Linked DNA regions of Zeugodacus cucurbitae: region 1 is linked to region 2. The links are chromatin contacts, called in public Hi-C maps. All regions are on one chromosome and are shown on one strand. The core of a region is the stretch at or near the end of the contact, and the rest is flanking DNA. Distances in the headings are between cores, read along the strand shown.

The links. A called contact is a pair of places that touch in the nucleus more often than the background predicts.
Region 1: a Hi-C map of whole body shows a contact between it and region 2, with 9 times the contacts expected there. The contact joins the promoter of Pprc1_1 here to the promoter of LOC105213902 in region 2. A contact is called at or near these places in 2 of 2 Hi-C or Micro-C datasets (both in whole body).

What each region holds. Positions count from the first base shown.
Region 1 is chr2:63,427,875-63,430,574 of idZeuCucr1.2, forward strand. Pprc1_1 reads right to left here and starts at 1,386. Exons shown (of 8, transcript XM_011194648.3): 1 at 792-1,386. It overlaps LOC105218816 (leucine-rich repeat protein soc-2 homolog), which reads left to right and starts at 2,586. Exons shown (of 4, transcript XM_029044600.2): 1 at 2,586-2,700.
Region 2 is chr2:63,251,538-63,254,237 of idZeuCucr1.2, forward strand. LOC105213902 (methenyltetrahydrofolate synthase domain-containing protein) reads left to right here and starts at 1,333. Exons shown (of 8, transcript XM_011187009.3): 1 at 1,333-1,565. The coding sequence starts at 1,475. LOC105213901 (BTB/POZ domain-containing protein KCTD9) reads left to right here. Exons shown (of 3, transcript XM_011187008.3): 3 at 1-1,555. The coding sequence ends at 198.

The sequences.
Region 1 (2,700 bases), core at 136-2,635, 180 kb after region 2:
ACTCTAGGTAATATAATCATTGCTGTTATATAGGTAGAAATATATGCACATTTGTATGTATGTAATCGCTGAACACTGAAAGTTTGAGTTTGACTGCTATGTTAGCATGGTGCCGGTGAATGTTCGAACCAACCATGTGCTTTTGGTAGAGCCAATAAAGCAGCTGTTTGTATGCTTGAGTTTGTTTGTATTAACGAATGAACACATATTTTGCGTGTTTTTGTTGTCCTAGTGGATATGAAGATAAATTCCTTTTCATATTTCATTATTTATCTATTTTGCAATGAAATTAACAAATAATATAAACTATAAAAAAAATCAAACAAAATAAGCTACGACTAAAGCTGGATAGGGGGTTTTATTCGCTGGTATTAGCAATAATCATTGACACGTTGCATTATCTTCTAAGTAACTAAATTTTAAAATCTGCAGAATTACTTTCGTTAAATGAATAATTAAAGAAACACATACATTATAATTTATTGAAAATGTTTTACAGTTATAATTTTAAAAACAGTTGTATATATGTATTTAGTTAATGTATACATTATTTGTATATATGTATGAATGCAAATAAGTTATTAATTTAAATGCACGTTATTTTTTAAAAGTTGTAAAATCAGATAAAATTACAATAATCATATGTTAGCAGTTGATCAATTATTTTCATGATTTAGCTAGGAATTAAAAACCTACAATGCCGTTACTCTTGCAGCCTCCCCCACCTTTAACATTCGTATCATTTCAAACGTTTCATATATGGCTATTTTTATTTCTCTTATTAAACTTACCTCTATTTAAACACCGTTATGTTGTACTTTATCCTTAATATTTTCTTTCTAAAACTTATTTGTTTGGTTTAGAAAATAGCTTAAATTTTAAATATCTCATGCGATTGATGTCAGTTCAACAACGTGCTCGCCTGTGCTTTTGCTTTAGCGCTTAGCTTCCGCGCCCGCTTTTACGATTTTAACCTCACAATGCATTCACATACCGGCGAGAAATTAAAATTTCTATTACTGAATTCACTATTATAGATTTTCACTTCACTTATTTGCAGCAATATATTTATTTTCAATGGTTTTATCAATTTGCTACAATCTGGATGAAACACACGGCTATTAAACGAGCAAATTCTTCACGTGGCCGCGCGACAGCAACGGTGGTTAATTCACTTGTATTTCGATGTTTCAAACAAGGCGTTTTTGACAGTTGCTTCACTTTATCATCTTTATTCCACACACAAACCTAAATGCGCAAGGGAGACATATGTGTGTGTATTTACACAATTGCCTAGGCCAGCTCTTGTGCTAAACGGAGGGGCAAAGCCTGTCCACGTGTGTGTGTATAGAAAATCGCGAAATTGCACAATTAAATGAAATGTCAAAATATTCCTTCTCTGAGGTAAGCACGTGGAAAAAAATGTGTGCTGTCAAAACGTAAAAACTCTCTTAGATGTGTTTCATGAGTCTTGCCCTCCCTATTCGTTCGTAATAAAACTATTTAAACTATTTAGTTTAAAAAAAATGCTAGCATTTATTATAAAATGTAAACCATTTCATTACCACGAACAATGCCTAAGTAGGAAACTGCTTATTTCACATTGATAGTAAATTGAAATAATGCAAAATAAATAGTCATTCAAAGATTTCACAATGTAACGTAACTTAGAAGTTTAACGTTCTTCAAATATCAATTACCAATTTTTACGCTATTTTTTAATCTTTAAAAATTCAAAAAATCCAAGTATTTTCAAAATCCTTTTCTAGCAGTTAAATTAAGTATAAGTGCTTACAAATTACTTATTTCTTCCACTCACTCGTCAGCTGTTCAGTTCGTTTGGTAGGTTTGCCTGCCACTACTCTGCCCGTTAGCATTAAGCGCTGCTCTCTTGTCAAAAATTGTACATGTAAGAAGAGCAACAGCAAAGTAATCCAGTTGAATTCGTACAAGAGAGTACGCTCCAGTTAGTGCTACCAAATTTTGTTTACACATTTTCATTATTTAGTTTGAATAAATTCTAATTATTTGAAAAATAGCTGCTCAAAGATAGCGAGTATAGCAATAATCTATCGAGACAGCTGTTATTTCGCTCTTTGTGAGAGAGTCAATATGGACACTCTTCGTCTTTCTGACAGCTAGGCTAGCAGCTACTAGCGGTGAAGAAACAAACTTAATGAAGGGAACTTTATGTAATAAGGTGCTTACACTTACGGATTCTTAAAAAAGTTTTTCACAAGTCACAAGTTTTCCTATATTTTTATGTTTTCCAGCTATCAGGTTTTAAACCAATCTCTCAATTTTCACTTTTTAACTATTAAAATACTCTGAATTTTGTAGCTGTCTTATTATAAGGTTTTAAATGTATCTTCTTACTGCGCATGCGTCTTCCGAATCTAATCTCACGAAACTCAAATACTCTTGTGCAAAAAATATCGTATTCACATTCTCCAATTATTTAATAGACAGGACATTCGTTCGCAGACAAGTGAAAGTGATTCAGTGATATTTAAAATAATATTTAAAAAAATCTGTGCAAATTTTACTTGATTGGTAATATTAATCGAAATTTAGATTATGTATGAAACAATTTACAATAACTAATCGTTTGAGACTTATGCAAAAAAACTTCCTATTCGATGTATGCATATAAAATGAAAAATCAATTTTTGTGGATAATTTTAACAGAATAATACCAGA
Region 2 (2,700 bases), core at 83-2,582:
TTGAGAGTTGCTAATTTAAAAGATGCCAACATGAAGAACTGTAATTTACGGTCTGCAGTACTCGCCGGAGCAGATTTGGAACGTTGCAACTTGTCTGGTAGTGATTTGCAAGAGGCAAATTTACGAGGCGCTAATTTAAAAGATGCCGAACTGACTCTCATGGTTACACCATTACATATGGCTCAGGCCATACGATGAGGTGTAGCTACTTTGAATGCTACAATTCCTTACCTTAAATTTCCTGTGATTTAAACACTATCGATTTCCTGCTTGTGCTTAATTATGGTGTTAGGAGAATAGCGTACATACATCTTTATGTATTGAAAGTGGCTGAGTTAACGATCATAACAGTGATAGTCTGTAATAATATAGAAAATAAGACTTTCCAATTACAATTTAGGCTGCATTTTTTATTTATTGAAACGTATTTGTATAAATAAATAGATAATAGTAGGGCGGAGTTGACTAAGCTTTGCATGTATATATTTAGATTGAGAAGGGAAAACAAATAGAAGTGGTTATAGTTACTTACTTGATACATATGAACAACTGAAATTGAATAACTTTTATGACTTAAATTTGAAAATTACAAATAAAAAAAATGTAAACAATTTCAAATTAGTATAAAACCATAAGCAATAAAAGGATGATAATTTTATTTCACCATTTTACTTTATTGACTTTTGATTTACCCTGTGCTAAGAAATATGTTGAATTGGCTACACTTGTCTATACTTCCAGCGCTTTCTTTCTAACACATGTCATTAAGAAGCCTGTGATTTCATGGTTATCTTGTTTTCGCATTCACACTTGTGTTGATTTTACCATATTAGTGAGGGGAGATTCTATCGAGAACTCTGCGATTTGGTATTTGGAAAAAAAATTGGTGAAAATCGTCACAGTTTCGTTCCAGCTCTGCATCGCACAGACAAGAAATTCTATTTCTGCAGCTGACGTGATATCTCTGTCAACCCCCCCCAAAAAACAAATTTTCTCTCGTTGAAAAGAAGAAAGTAAGCAGCCAAAAAGTCGCACGACGAGATTTTTGTGCTAACAATTTTCGCGTTCATAACATTTTGGCGAATTTAAATTGTCTAAAAAGTTGAATTTTGTCACCTTCGTTGAAGTTGGAATTAGAAAAAAAAAATTGAAACAAGAAAAAACATAGCAGCAACTAGCTTCCTCTGGAGTATAGCAGCGTAAAAGGGACGTAGGTAGAAGACTCGTACAGGTACGAGTACAGTGCGTCTAGTACCGCTGGTGGGAAGAGCACAACAACAAAATAGTATCGAACGGGACGAGTGCCGCTACGTACGATAGGAAAGAGGCGAAAAAACGTGGTTTTTTGGTTCGATAGCAGCCCAGCAGAAAATTGTCAAATTATAGCAAAAGAAAATTATTGAGTGAATTACGCGCTCTATAGTGTCACTAGTGAAGAAAAATAAAGGGTGTGATCTTCGCGAAACCGCTAAAAATGGAGAACCAAAACAATACCGCTACTGCTGCAGATGCAGCCAACAATGCAGAAAATGGTTCAAACGCTACTCAGGAAGTGTCTTCTACAAGTAAGTAATTGAATATGGTGTTTTTTTTTTTGTTATTTTATATCGTAGGGAAAAATATGAACATTTTTAATGTATAATTCGATAACGTATACAATGTTTTATTGGGAATAATCATTATTTTAAATCTTATTGGCTATTCGGTTTATTGAATGCCTTTCCATCTGTCGCAACAAATTTTACGCGGTTAGTTGCAATCTATTTTGGATGAGCTGATTAAATCAGTTTAGTTTTTCAATTTTCATTAAGAACAGCTGGAGATAACAGCATTCAGTATAGAAAATGTATATTTGTAAATTTCAATTGCATTGACACAATTATAGCAATGTATACTTCGTTGAAAGTTGTTTAAAAATCTTCAAATGTCAGAAAAACATTGAATTTCACATAGTATTCACGCAGTACTTTGTGTAAATGTTCCCATGTTTTTCTATATACCAAACACTTTTAAGCGCGAAATTGTAGTGTTTTTAAATATCAACATTTCTGCATTACTTCTTTTTCGTGATACTTTCGAAATTTGTTCAAGTGCTTTCTTTTCTATGTAAAAGAAGAGTAAACTCCTATTTTCATATTCTTTGTAGCACCTTTTCGTATATCATCATCGCTGTCCATATCTTTCACGCGATCGCCGAGTTTCACAATGAGCAAAAACAAACGAATTAAACTACTTAACATTGCGATTTCTGTCAATATACACACACACCATTCTTTATGAATCATATTTGACTGCCTGAGTTTTCTAGGGGGCGAGTAGTGTTAGAAAGCTTTGTGGGTATGCCATCATTTTTGCTGTCCATCTCTCTAGTTATTTAGTTACGGTTTCTTAACGCTACCTATGTACGTATACAAGATTGTACATATGTATGTAAATGCTTCAATTAAACAAATACCGTAATTTGGTAGTGGTCATCTTTTTTTTTTTAAGTTGTCAATGTTTTTATTCCTATGATTAAACATTTGTACGTTCCCAATTGCTTAAGAATACTATTCCAAGAGGTTTAAACAGTGTGGGTAAGAACGATTAACTTTCCTTCCAATAGAACCACTTTGTACTGTACAGCTGGTATATGGTCAGCCATAATTTGTATAGCACTTAGTATGGATGGCTGATGATTCGTATGATTTGCTCATCGTT